Regions from separate parts of the Ovis aries genome. Here region 2 is linked to region 1. A link is a contact called in public Hi-C data. All regions are on one chromosome and are shown on one strand. The core of a region is the stretch at or near the end of the contact, and the rest is flanking DNA. Distances in the headings are between cores, read along the strand shown. Region 1 holds the start of NEIL2 (nei like DNA glycosylase 2). Region 2 has its middle 29 kb from the start of DEFB136.

What was found. Hi-C and Micro-C count contacts between places; a contact is called where the count stands out from the background.
Region 2: a Hi-C map of liver shows a contact between it and region 1, with 5 times the contacts expected there. The contact joins the enhancer-like site here to the promoter of NEIL2 in region 1. A contact is called at or near these places in 14 of 16 Hi-C or Micro-C datasets (blood, hypothalamus, liver and 7 more).

What each region holds. Positions count from the first base shown.
Region 1 is chr2:105,530,658-105,537,586 of ARS-UI_Ramb_v3.0, forward strand. It overlaps NEIL2 (nei like DNA glycosylase 2), which reads left to right and starts at 4,735. Exons shown (of 5, transcript XM_004004449.4): 1 at 4,735-4,805.
Region 2 is chr2:105,643,241-105,650,900 of ARS-UI_Ramb_v3.0, forward strand. No RefSeq gene overlaps it. Among named protein-coding and RNA genes, the nearest start is that of DEFB136, 29 kb to the right of the region's middle. Within about 2 kb of position 5,976, at least 1 of the 54 cell types and tissues checked has an H3K27ac peak or open chromatin away from gene starts, as enhancers often do. A contact at or near this core is called in liver, where this site is marked.

The sequences.
Region 1 (6,929 bases), core at 3,485-5,984:
GTTGGTAACTGAAGGTCTTTGACCCTTCACAGCACCCGCGTTATTTTTTGAGCAAGTGAGGATAAAAAACTATAACAAGCATTCGATATAAAATTGGAAAAGCCTTTAAACTGGCTATGAAATAGCCAAAGCTATTCAATGCATCTACCATCCAGAAAGATGAGTAATTGATAACTCTGGCAAAGAGTAGCAAAAAAGATTCAGAAGCAAAAATAAACCTACCAGGATTTATATTAGCCTTGGGGAAGATGTGTTTTCTGATGATGAAGTCTTAGCTGAAAACACTTTTGCCACTTCCCTTTAGGAATGGCTTTCAGAGAATGGATATATATATATACCTTCACACACAGTTCCAGAAGATTGACCTCATTCCTTATATGGTCATAACTTGTGCTTCACCCCAGATGGTAAAATCCAGCTTTATTTCATCCTCCTTGCTCACCAGACTGGGTTGATTTTTCAAATCAAATGTATCCTTAGAAGAGGTCAATAATAATGTTAGTTGCTCAGTCGTGTCTGACTTTTTGCGACCCCAATGTCTGTAGCCTGTCAGGCTCCTCTGTCCATAGAATTCTCCAGGCAAGAATATTGGAGTGGGTTGCCATTCCCTTCTCCAGGGGATCTTCCCAACCTGGGTCTCCTGCATTGCAGGCAGGTTCTTTTACCATCTGAGCCACCAGGGAGGCCCCAGGAGGTCAAGAGGAGGTCAAGTTGCTACCAATCAGGATATTTGAAAGGAGGCAGTTCCCAGATGGTTGGAAAGTGGCTAGAAGAAGGATGGGGAGGTGGGGGTGGGAAATGGACTCACAACGAGGGTGTCCTTAGAATAAGTGTCTGCCCTAATATGGTGAGTGCAGCCCCTGGGGGGTGTTTGTTCAGGCTGAGACATCCCTCACGGTCCCTTTCAGGCTCACCCCTCACTATGACAAAAATTTTGAAGTGCAGATCAAATCATTTTAACACTCAGGAGCATCAGTCCTTAATATTTGACTTTTCTATACCTTTAGGGGGTAAATAGTCAGACATGACTGTGTGACTTCACTTTGACTTTTCACTTTCATGGATTGGAGAAGGAAATGGCAACCCACTACAGTATTCTTGCCTAGAGAATCCCAGGGATGGGGGAGCCTGGTGGGCTGCCATCTATGGGGCTGCACAGAGTTGGACACAACTGAAGTGACTTAGCAGCAGCAGTAGCAGCAGCAGCAGCAGCAGCAGCAGCAGCAGATTTAGCCATGATTTTGTGCTTCACCCCAGATGTTTGGTTTGGGATGAGAGTAGTGAACATGAATTTATATTCACTGAACGTGCACCAATTAGACCTGGGCTGGGGGTTATTTGATGCCCCCTCTTCCAAGCCCCCAGAACTTACTGATGTGGACACATAGTGCACAAGAAATTTGGTCATTTGGCAAGCTGCTGGTGGAGTGGAGGTGACTGGTTTTCAGTTTTTAAAATCATTTTCTGACATTGGAGACTACTCTTCAGATTACATCCTTGCCTTGCTTGAAGCTGGAACACAAACAGGCCTCCATCCTTAACAACACAAATAGTATCTTCCCAGAACAAAGGACGAGGCTCAGAGCTTCCAAGTGTAGCCCAGGAAGTGGAATCTGTGCTTCTGGGGACTCCGGGCCCTGGACACTGTTCCTTTCTGTCCAGTAACTGAGCCTCTGTTCTGTAGCCTCCTGGGAGCACAGCTGCTCTGTGCCACCCTGGCTCCTGTGCGATTCTTATCTCCCCTCCAGTAGCTGCGGCAGTCCAATTTGCAAAAAGGCATCGGTGACAAGGAGAGCTAAATAATCCAAGCCAAGATGGCACTAAAGCAGACCGAGGTTCTCAAGGTCCAGTTTTCTTTGGGTCTGTGCATGGCTAGAACACTGGCTGAAGCCTGGGAAATTGTGGTCTCAGCTGTACAGAGAGAGGGGCAACCACATACAGCTGTGCTCTGGGTTCACAGGAACAGAGGACACAGAAAAATCCTGTAAGGTGCCTGCTGGTGCTCTTAGGCCCTGACTTAGGTCTTCAGAAGGATCCAAAGAGGGAGCATCTCCAGTGAAGGCTGATAAATGAGAACCCCCATCGCCCCCCACGACACACACTCACACTGCATCCCCAAGCTGTGTGGTGACTGCCTTCTGTCTTACAGCTGTGGTTCCCCTGCTTCACCTGAGCAATAAACATGACCGCATAGATTTTAAACCAGATGCACCTGAACTTCAAATCACTGGGTGGTTTCCGTTTCCAAATCACTGAATCTCCGACAGCAAGAAGTTCATCCAGATGAAGTTCAATACTAGTAAATGATACCAGTGAACAATACAAATAGACCCCTCTTACCACAAAGATATTGTAGTCTCTTGTGCTGCGTCTCTTTTAAGATACGTTTAGTCCTTGCTAAAAAAGATTTAGTCCAATGAAATGGATTGTAATTAGAGACGTGAAACATTTAGATTTTTCGTTCCTCTGTCCTTTTCCTTTACAACTCATGAAATGAAAATTTCATTACTTCTACGGTTCTTAAGACTTTGGGGCTGGGATGCTGGACAAAAACGGTAAGACTGAAATAACAGAATCCTAAATAGGATTGTTGTTCTCTGCCAAACAAAGCAATGAGTGATGCTAGCTAATGTGCTTTAGAATGTGAAGTTGTCGCTTCGTTATTCAAAGAATCCCCAGACTTCGCTGTAGGGATGTGACCTGGAAACACTTTCAGGAAGTCTTCTGGTCCAGCCCCCCTCAATGACATCCTTGCAGAATTGCTTAATGTGGCTTCCAGGCTGACCACAGCTAGTTTCCCCATTCCACCCTACCCCTGAAATAGTGCCCATGTTTTGAAATTATTTTGCTTGCATAGTTATTGTGTTTCTCCTCACTTTAGATCAAAACCATAACCACATATAAATTACACTTCAATTTTTAAAGAAAAAAAGCATAACTGCTCACCTCTGCTGACAAGTACTACCAGATCACACAAGGGGAAGTGTGAGGAATTCCTGGTAGCCCCTTCCTTACAGGAGGATTAGAGTCTGGGGTCTGTGGGAGTACAAGACACAAGCTGCCAAAGAATCGGGATAGTATAGCTAAGGTTTCCTTCCAGTAGCTGGTTCAGTTCAGTTCAGTCACTCAGTCAGGTCCGACTCTTTGCAACCCCATGAATCGCAGCACGCCAGGCCTCCCCTGTCCATCACCAACTCCCGGAATTGACTCAAACTCATGTGCATCGAGTCGGTGATGCCATCAAGCCATCGCATCCTCTGTCGTCCCCTTCTCCTCCTGCCCCCAGTCCCTCCCAGCATCAGGGTCTTTCCCAGTGAGTCAACTCTTCGCATGAGGTGGCCAAAGTAATTTGGTTGCTGCTGCTGCTAAGTCACTTCAGTCATGTCCGACTCTGTGCGACCCCATAGACAGCAGCCCACCAGGCTCCCCGGTCCCTGGGATTCTCCAGGCAAGAATACTGGAGTGGGTTGCGATTTCCTTCTCCAATGCGTGAAAGTGAAAAGTGAAGGTGAAGTTTGGTTAGGGAGAGTCAAATGGAAGGAAAACAACCCAGCTAGAAACAAGGATACCTGGATTGGGAGACCCTGTCTGATGCACTTACAGATCATGAGGGGATCTGAGAGATCATTTGGTGCAAACCTTTTTGTCCCACCATCATCCAAAAAAACTCACCCAAGGTCACAGAGCCGGCATGAAGAGGGGTGCTTCCTGAGCACCCACTCTCAGTAGGCATAAAGGTTACCCCCCTTGCAGTTAACACACTCACCATGTAGGGGCGCCAGCGTTCTCTCTCTTGTGGCCTCCAGAATGCAACAGCCTGATTTTCGAACATTCCATCTGAGACCAGCCCAGAAATTCGACTTTAAAAAGTACCTGCCACTTATTGAGCAGTCCTGCACGTCAGACACTCTAGCAGCTGTATATACTTATTCAAGTTTTCCGAAATCCTTATAAGTACGTTTTACACATGAAGAAGGTAGACATGGACTTTCTTAGATATATTTTTTTTAACATGGATCATTTTAAAACACTTTATTGAATTTGTTACAATATATTGTTTCTATTTTATGTTATGGCTTTTTGGCTGCGAGGCATGTAGGATCTTAACTCCCTGAGCAGGGATCGAACCCGTACCGCATAAGGCTGGAAGGCCAGCCTTGGAATTCCTCAGCCGAAGGATTTTAAGTAGCTTGCTTAGTATAGAACTAATACAGGCAGAACCAGGATTCAAATCTGACTCCAGAATCTGGACATTTATTACAGCCCACCCCCGCCACTCCCAAAGAGTGGAAACCTAAGAGCTGGAAACCCTGCACAACCTGGGTCTAGGTACCACTCCAAGATGAAGTCTTTCAACTTCTCTTCAAAAGCTGGGGAGAATCCTTGGTTCCAAATTCTGCAACTGAGACATGATAAGAGGAGGTCCTAGAACCACTGGGGAATACGGCTCACTATCGACGGTCACAAGTCCAAAGAAAGGGACAACTGGAAGAGACCCCTGCCTGGAGCCTCACTCTCCGCCCTCCAAGTTTCCCAGGTGCCCCCGGAGACACCTGGAACCTCCTCGATGTCGTTCAGGACCCCCAGCTGTTTCACTGCACCTGTTTGGACTGAGGAGCCCGGAACCCCAACCGCCCCGGGCGTGAGCCCCGCCTCCTACGCTCAGCAGGGGGCGGAGCCCCGAGCGACCCCGCCCCCGAGGGAGGAGCCTCGCCCTACGCGTCCTGGTCCCCCGCCTCGCGTCCGCCTCTCCCCGAGGCTGCGTGCGGGCCTTTGAGGTCCCGGGGTCTCGGGGCCCAGAGCCGGTGAGTCCAGCCGCGAGCCCCGCCAGCGGCGTCGCAGGACCTGCGCGGGTAGCGGCCTCCCCACCCCCAGTTGGAAATGCAGGGCTTTCCCAGCTTTACCCTCATCACCTGTTAACCGCATGAAAACTCAGTTACTGAACATTTTAGAAGCATACCTCATGGAAACCCGTACCCCGGGTCGAATTTTTCTTTCTTTTCGGCTGTTTACCACTTTTTAACCTACCGCCTTCCCCCCCCCGCCCCCACCCTCGCGCTCCTGCAGTGACCGCCTGCTCCGTCTTTGCACCCGCCTCTCCCGCACAGCAGCCGGAGGAGGCGTTGGGAAAGCGGCCATTTTAGACTTCTGGGGAGTGGGGGAGGGGTGGGGATGGGGGAGGTCGATCTGCAGAGGAAAGGGGACTCCGGCGACGCCTCTTCCTCTCCTCCTTTCTTTGTGGTCCACAAGCCGCGCGGTTCACCGTTCGGGGGAGGGGCTGAGGGTGGGCGGGGTGTCCCCTTGGAACCGGTGTCCCTTCGGCTTCTTGTCTCTTAAGGCTGTAACTGGGCCCAGCTTTCCATCTCCATAAAGTGAAGTGAAGTCGCTCAGTCGCGTCCGACTCTGCGATCCCATGGACTGCAGCCTACCAGGCTCCTCAGTACGTGGAATTTTCCAGGCAAGAGTACTGGAGTGGGTTGCCATTTCCTTCTCCAGGGGATCTTCCCAACCCAGGGATCGAACCGGGGTCTCCTGCACTGCAGGCAGACGCTTTACCGTCTGAGCCACCAGGGAAGCTCCATCTCCATAAGTAAACCTAAAAAACACATGCAAGATCTTAAGGATCAGATGCATTTCAGATAGGAGCTTTTCCAGAAGCTTCCTCTGTTGGAGAGGACTAGGGCTCAGAGCTGGCAGAAGTTCAGGTCGACTTAACTGCGGCCCGTCTCCCTGCAGTCGCGCAGGTTTGTCAGGATACTCTGTCGAGTGTCTTGAAGGTCTGATTAGGGGCAACCACACTACATTTTAGGGCTTCCCTGGTGGCTCAGAGGTTAAAGCGTCTGCCTCCAATGCGGGAGACCCGGGTTCGAGCTCTGTGTCGGGAAGATCCCTTGGAGAAGGAAATGGCAACCCACTCCAGTATTCTTGCCTGGAGAATCCCATGGACGGAGAAGCCCAGTAGGTTACAGTCCATGGGGTCACAAAGAGTCAGGACGCGACTTTCACCTACACTACATTTTAGTGAGTCTAAAGCACCATCAAAATAAAAATACCCGTTAATGTTTTGGAATGTGGTGCTAATTAAACAGCGAGAAAACATGGATTGTAAGAGGCACGCCCATTCTGAGATTTTAAAATTCTTTTCAGAGTTACTGAAATGCAGTAGCTACCACCATGCCAGGAAGCTGCTTAGTTCCTTGGGTTTTCATCATCATTTGCAGGCTTGTGCAGTTGAGGAAGCCGGTGAATAAGTAGTATAAGAGTTGGGGGGATGCCTTCAGTGTCTTAGAAGCTGAGGTGCTGAGCACTTAGACTCAAACATGTGGATGCCCCTCACACATGACCCCAGTGGAGTGCGATGATTTGGGGCAGGAAGAGATGGGGGTCCCAGGTGACCTTCATCAGGGTTAACATGAAACCCCAGCTGTTTCTCAGTTACCAGGGGTAATTTTCTCCAGTTAAGCTGGATGTGGCCTCTCCCTGATCTGACCTGACATGACCCTGAGACTTGTCACTTTCCTTGTCACTTTTCTGCGTGGTGGTCGCATACACAGTGCTCCTGCCCGCAGGACGGTCCGGGCAGGCTGAATCGGCGTCTATGTCTGTGTCGCTTACAGCTTTCTCTGTCCCAGCCATCTCTCCACTGAAATAGGGGAGACAAAGTACCAGCAGTGGGCTGGGATGATTTGGGAGGGCAGACAGAGGAGGACAGAGGAAACATGGAGATGAGTTAGGGCCGCAGTCCAGGAAAAAAGTTAACAAGGGCTGGCTCCCGTTCAGTCTGCAGGGTCACAGTGGAGGGCGCTTGTCGTGTGGTACCTGGCATGTTGTTGGTGCTGCCTGGAGAAAGGTGAGGGTCTGGATGAGGCAACCATCCTTGGGAAACTGGCTGACACCCTGCTGCAGCTGGACTTTCTTTTTAAAAATTT
Region 2 (7,660 bases), core at 4,726-7,225, 110 kb after region 1:
GTCTGAGTCAACTCCGGGAGTTGGTGATGGACAGGGAGGCCTGGCGTGCTGCGATTCATGGGGTCGCAGAGTCGGACACGACTGAGCGACTGAACTGAACTGAACTGAAACCCCTTGCGGAGATCCTAACAGGTACTGTGGCCACACATTGCTAGAATAAAATATCTTCGTCTCCGTCATGGGTTCATAGCTATAATCAGACCACTTAGCCAAAATGCACCCCAGAGGACATTCTTTAGGGATAGTTAAAATATTCCTCAATTTTTAAAGACACAAACAACGCACGTGAGTGCCATCATCCAAAGAAACAAACGAACTGGCTCACAAATCAAGTAAAAGGCCAGTGACTCATTCTCTCCAACAGGATACTCAACTCAAATACCAAGCAAATTGGCTTATTCTGGAGAAAAAGCCCCAAACAGAGAGGAAATAACGTTTCTGGCTGTTCACTAGAGTGACTTTATTGAGCCTGTCGGCTGGCTCCCAGATGTCAGTTCCTTGTTCTGATTGCCAAGCTGCAGGCAGTGCTGCTTCAGGGAATTCTGAAGGGAAGATTCTGAGGACAAGTGGTCCCAGCATTTGCTCAGGCCTTGCTGGACAATTCCCCAATCTGGGGGCCTCTGGCCACGAGCAGCAAGGCTCCTGGTTGGTTTCAGATGGTGGGCAATTTGTGCCCTAAGGAGCCATCTTCCGAAAGGTAGAGTTCAGACTTACTCTGTACTCAAAGGGGAAGGAGTAAAGCCCTGGTTCCAGCCGGCTTTCATAAGGGATGGGTTAATTTCTTCCTTCCTGCAGGCATCCATGGGTATGCCTGATCAGGTGCTTCCTGTGAGCTAAACAAGATATTTTAGCTTAATACTATCTGGGAGGCAGTGTTTCAGAGATGGTCCTTTATGTATCATTTAAGCTTATGGGCAGCATTCTTTCAGTGATTAACTTGTAACAGAAAAGCAAGATTCTTCCTTATTGTTGATAGGCAGCCACCTTCATGAATGATCGTAACTGGGTCTCCTGGGTAACTTACTGCAGCTTCATCAGCACCCACTGCTTCACTTTGCATTTCTACCTTAGGCAGATGACTTCTTTCCTTAAACCTTATGAACCAAGTTCTGCTAGCTTCACTTTTCTTTGGCAGCTTCCTCACCTCTCAGTCGTGTCTCTTTGTGACCCCATGGACTGCAGAACTTCAGGCTTCACCATCTCCCGGAGTTTGCTCAAACTCATGTCTATTGAGTCAGTGATGCCATCCAACCATCTTATCCTCTGTCGACCCCTTCTCCTCTGCCCTCAATCTTTCCCAGCATCAGGGTCTTTCCCAATGAGTCAGTTATTTCCATCAGGTGGCCAGAGAATTGGAGCTTCAGCTTCAGCATCAGTGAATACCTCCATTCCCCCAAAAGTTTCCTTATGCCCCCTTGTAACTCATCCTTGCTTTCACACTTGTCCCCACTTAACCACTGATGTGTTACTGAGAATTAGTTTCCATTTTTAAGCACCACACAGTGCATTCTCTTTTATGTCTGGCTGCTTTCATTCAACATAATGATTTTGAAAATTACCCGTGTTATGTGTGTCGATACTTTGCTCTTTTAAAAAAGTTGAACAACTTCTTTTATCGAGCTATAATTGGCACACAGTAATCTTCATGTTTTTAAATTATACGCTCTGATAAATTCTAACCCGTGAATATGCACCATGAAAACCGTTACATTAATCAAAATAATGAAAACACGCCTCGCTCCAGGATTCTCGCCCAGCCCCAAGCCGCCTTTCCAGCCGCTGCTTGTCCTTGGCGCCCTCCATTAATGCCGACGGCGCCACCCAGTGGCCCACCTGGGAACAGTCGCCACTACCTGGAGAAAGGGAGGGGTGTTCTGGGTGTGGAGAGGCGGGGAGCGCCCCGCTTGGGTCCGGATCGGATGGATCAGGTGGCAAACCACCCCAGGCCGGCCGGGGGGCCTCCCCACATGGAGGTCTGAGGGCGACACACAAGCCAGCTAGAGCCACCTCCGCTGCTTCTGCTGTCTTGACTTTAATTTTTGAAAATGGGGTAAGAAAAACTAACCCAACATTGTAAATCAACTATACTTCAATTTTAAAAAACGAAAATGAAAAGTACGGCAAGAAAGACTTTATTCAAAACTATTGCAGGGCTTCCCTGGTGGCTCAGTGGTAGAGAATCCGCCTGTCAATGCAGGAAACGTATGTTTGATCCCTGGTCTCGGAAGACCCCACAAGCTGCAGAGCAGCTAAGCCTGTGCGCCACAAAAAGGGAAGCCGGTGCCCGGCACATTATAACTAGAGAGTTGCCCCTGCTGGCTTCAACTAGACAAAAGGCTGTGCAGCAATGAAGACCCAGCGCAGTCAAAAGTAAATAAAATTATATTTTATAAAAAGACTATTGCAAAAGGGGGCCATGACTGTAGCCGCAGGAGAGAGAGAGGACGCTCAATTGCTGCTACAACAAGGACAAGGGGGTTTCTACCCAAGGGGCAGGGTGGGGGTCATGAATGGAAAATGACTAAGAGAAGACATCAAGGTTAGGGGGATTCTTGCTAAACTGATGTAACGGGATTCTTGCAAAATAGAGACAAGGTCTTAGATAGCAAGGGTGGGGCATGAGGAGCCTGATCAGACACCCGTGGTGATTGATATCAGGGTGCTCAGTTATCAAAAACGGGGGGATTCTTGCTCAGCTGGGTCAGGCAGCCTGAGGACAGGATGGGGGCCAAGCTGGAGACCCAGTTGAGAGGAGGGCTCGGGGGATCCTGACTATAAAGTTTGGTCAAGGAGAGAGTCTCGGTCACAAAACACAGCCATTGAGTTTGCGTGTATTGAAGTCAATAGCATATATGAAATTAAGCCCCTGCATCTTTTAAGCTGTCCTCCAGAAGAACAAAACTCATATTTTCCTCTCTAGAGTCTGCAAACTTGAAAAAAGGAGTTTGGCAAGCCCTCTGTAGAACAGAGGAGCTTAATGAAGACAAGAACCCCCCAGTCTGGCTTCTATTCTGGTATCGCATATTCCCCAAATCCATTATTTATTCAGCAAACATTTATTGAGCACTTGCTATGTAAGTACAGAGAATATCATTGTAAGTACAGAGAATATAACTGATCGAAACAGATCCCTGCCTTCTTTGGGGATCACACTGTCCTGGAGGGAACCAAATAATAAGCCAAATAGTAAAATATATTTAGGGGCTTCCCTGGTGGCTAAGTGGTAAAGAATCTGCCTGCAAATCCAGGAGATGCGGGTTTGATACCTGGGTCAGGAAGATGCCCTGGATGAGGAAGTGGCAACCCAACCCAGTATTCTTGCCTGGGAAATCCCATGGACAGGGGAGCCTGATGGGCTACAGTCCATGGAATCTCAAAGAGCTGGACGTGCCGGAGTGACTGAGCATGCACTATATCATACCACAGGGGAAAAAAAAGAAGGGAGGGTACAGTCGCATCCCTAGAATGAGCAAGAGGGACCCCTGCCCTCAGGTCCACACTTTAGAGGCCAGCCCTGCCTCCAGAGGAGTTGACCAGGCAAGGGGATGCACCCTTAGGAGACTGAACCCCACTTTCAGACCACACTCTGGTTACCAAGAACCTCAAAAGTTCCTGCCCAAACGGCGCAGTGTCCACGTCCAGGACCTGTAGGGATTTCCCTGAAGTCTGACCTTAGCAGGTAGAATGGAACACAGATGTGTGTACCTCTAAGCCTGCAGTGTGACCAGAGGCCACTTGCTGGATACTCATGTGAGTGTGTGAAGATCTTGAGGGGGAAATGGGTGTGGGAGGAGAAAAAAGGGGCTATATTTTGGAGACCACCATTATACTCTTTTCTAGCTTCCCTGCTGCCTTAGTTGGTAAAGAATCTGCCTGCAAGGCAGGAGATCCCAGTTCCATCTCTGGGTTCCATCTCTTCTCCCTGGAGAAGGAAATGGCTACACACTCCAGTATTCTTTTTTTTTTTTAATGTGTTTATTTATTTATTGGAGGCTAACTACTTTACAATATTCTATTGGTTTTGCCATACATTGACATGAATCCGCCACGGGTGTACATGTGGTCCCAATCCTGAACCTCCCTCCCACCTCCCTCCCCATCCCATCCCTCTGGGTCATCCCAGTGCATCAGCCCTGAGCATCCTGTATCATGCATTGAACCTGGACTGACGATTCGTTTCACATATGATATTATACATGTTTCAATGCCATTCTCCCAAATCATCCCACCCTTGCCCTCTCCCACAGAGTCCAAAAGACTGTTCTATACATCTGTGTCTCTTTGCTGTCTCTCATACAGGGTTATTGTTACCATTTTCCAAATTCCATATATATGCATTAGTATACTGTATTGGTGTTTTTCTTTCTGGCTTACTTCACTCTGTATAATCGGCTCCAGTTTCATTCACCTCATTAGGACTGATTCAAATGTATTCTTTTTAATGGCTGAGTAATATCCCATTGTGTGTATGTACCACAGCTTTCTTATCCATTCATCTGCTGATGGACATCTAGGTTGCTTCCATGTCCTGGCTATTATAAACAGTGCTGCGATGAACATTGAGGTACATGTGTCTCTTTCACTTCTGGTTTCCTTGGTGTGTATGCCCAGCAGTGGGATTGCTGGGTCATAAGGCAGTTCTATTTCCAGTTTTTTAAGGAATCTCCGCACTGTTCTCCATAGTGGCTGTACTAGTTTGCTTTCCCACCCACAGTGTAAGAGGGTTCCCTTTTCTCCACACCATCTCCAGCAATTATTGCTTGTAGACTTTTGGATCGCAGCCATTCTGACTGGTGTGAAATGGTACCTCATTGTGGTTTTGATTTGCGTTTCTCTAATAATGAGTGATGTTGAGCAGCTTTTCATGTGTTTGTTAGCCAGCCGTATGTCTTCTTTGGAGAAATGTCTATTTAGTTCTTTGGCCCATTTTTTGATTGGGTCTTTTATTTTTCTGGAATTGAGCTGCAGGAGTTGCTTATATATTTTTGAGATTAATTCTTTGTCAGTTGCTTCGTTTGCTATTATTTTCTCCCATTCTGAAGGTTGTCTTTTCACCTTGCTTATAGTTTCCTTTGTTGTGCAAAAGCTTTTAATTTTAATTAGGTCCCATTTGTTTATTATCACTCCCATATTCTTGCCTGGAGAATCCCCTCGACAGAGGAGCCTGGTGGACTACAGTCCACAGGGTCACAAAGAGTCAGACATGACTAAATAATTAATACTTTCACTTTCAGGCTCTACAGATGTCAGGGGCCCAGGGGGTGACATGATAGGATCTTTAGGCGTGTGTGTGTGTGTGTGTGTGTGGGGCGGGGGGCAGTGCACCACTGCAATTGTAGATTGGACGGCATCACAGAGAAGGTGACATTTTACTGAAGACCCGAGGAAGATAAGGGAAGGGATGATGAAAGGTGGAGAGCATTCCAGACAGAGGAAAAAGCAAGCACAGAGGCCCTGCGGTAGGCGTGTGCCTGGCATGTTCGGAAAAAGTCACTTCAGTCCCCGGGGACCTGCCACGTTTGTGTCTGTGCAAAATGTAACAGGCATAAATGTCTTTTTTTTTTTTTTGCCATGGTGCATGGCATGTGGGATCTTCGTTCCCTGGCCAGGGGTCGCAGCCACACCCTCTGCAGTGGGAGCACAGAGTCTGGGCCACCAGGGATGCCCCTTAGAAGTCACACTGAGTAAGCGAGAGCCAGGTCTGCCTTCCTGCCCGCCCCAGAGTTCCTGGGCCAGCTCTGCTGTCCCTGCCGACGACCAGCAACAGCTACTCTTCAGGCCAGGATTTCTCCAAACCTGCTGGTTTTTTTTTTTGTTGTTGTTTTCCCCCAGTTCCCTCAAGACTCTCTCCTTATCAGCCCACCTTCCTGTTTTCCTCTCCCACCCATGCCCTTGATCTCCCAAAGGTCTCCCCACACATCTGCCTATCCTTGGGGACACCCGGGGGTCGGATGTGGCTGCAGACACAGGGCTGAGAGAGGGGTGGCCGGGGCCGGGGAAGGCTGGGGCTGAGGAAGGAAAGACTCAGGGGTCGCTTGACCTGGTCTCAGTTGCGGGTATTTACACAGATAAGTTATTATTGTTGGTTAGTTGCTCAATCATATCCGACTCTTGCGACCCCATGGACTGTAGCCCTCCAGGCTCCTCTGTCCTGGGATTTTCCAGACAAGAATACTGGAGTGGGTTGCCATGCCCTCCTCCAGGGGATCTCCCCACCCAGGAATCGAACCTGTGTCCCTTCCGTCTCCTGCATTGGCAGGTGAGTTCTTTCCCACTGTTCCCCAGCTCCTCCCTGCTGACCCAGGCAGCAGGCACGACCTCCTGGGACGACATGGGAAGTGCTAGTCAAATGCAAGCCCCGTCCCAATTTCCTTTCTTTTAATGTACTTATTAATTTGGCTGTGCCAGGTGTTAGCTGGGGCATGACTGAGACACAAGAATAAATAGAGGGACTTCCTGGTGGCTCAGTGGTGCTGACTCTGCACTCCCAATGCAGGGGATCCAGGTTCGATCCCTCTCCAGGGAACTAGAGCCCGTATGTCGCAACTGAGTTCTCAGGCTGCAACTAAAGATCCAATGCAGCCAAATAAACAATTAAAAAAAAAAAAAGAACAGAGATCCAAGTGAGTGAGCGAGTATGTAAGAGTGAGTGAATATACTCTATAAAACAACAGCCGTAGTTATTGGTCTTTGAGACGCACAGCAGCAGCGAAGCAGCTGGAGGGATGAGCGGAACTGAAGTGCTATAGGCTGTTACACTCTCTGAGAGTGGGATGAACAAATTGTTCAACTGCAGACTCTGGTAAGAATTTAATCCTGCATGCTGTGATCGCCAAGGTAATCATGATAAAAACAGGGCTTATAACTTCCAAGGTGGTAGAGGGATTAAAAAAAAAGGAATGATACAATTAGTCAAGATCAAGCGATGCCAAGAAGAGAGAGAAAAACAGACAGAGAGGAACCAAGACAAAAGGGAATCACAGAAGAGGAGGTAGATGTAAACTTGGATATGTTGGTGATCACGTTAGATGTAAATGCACCAAGTGTTTCTTTTTACCAAAGGTTTAAGACTGTGTAAAGTGACTCTCTGTGAACCAGAGAGAGGAAATTAATCTGCCCAAGTTCTCAGCAAGCTGGGGAGGTGGAGGGTGGGCTGTGTTCTTCCAGCCCTCCCCAGTCCAATCAAACCGAGTCCCTGTCTACTGAGCAGCCCACTGTGTGCTGGGTGGCGTCAAATTCTGGAACAAGCAGATGAGTAAAAAACAAGGTTTCTACCCTTACAGTATTTTCCTCAGTGAGGAGCAACTATGTTTTAGGACAAATTTTTCCAGGGGTTTGTGGTCACAGCAAGACTTCACAGGGGTGGGGACAGTTTTTAAAATTTATTCATTTTTAATTGAAGAATAATTACAATACTGTGTTGGTTTCTGCCATACATCAACATGGATCAGTCATGGGGCGGGGACAGGTTTGAGGCCGTGTCTGAGAAAGGCCCAGCCTGTGAACCTGAATGCTCCTCAAAGTGGGACCACGTGAGCACAGAGGGGAGGGGAGGTGGGGGGCACTTTTCTCAATGGAAATTCATCAGTGCGTTCCTGTCTGCCCCAGTTATCAGCGTTGCTATTTCAGTGAGCAGCCATGGAGCCTCCACCAGGCTCTG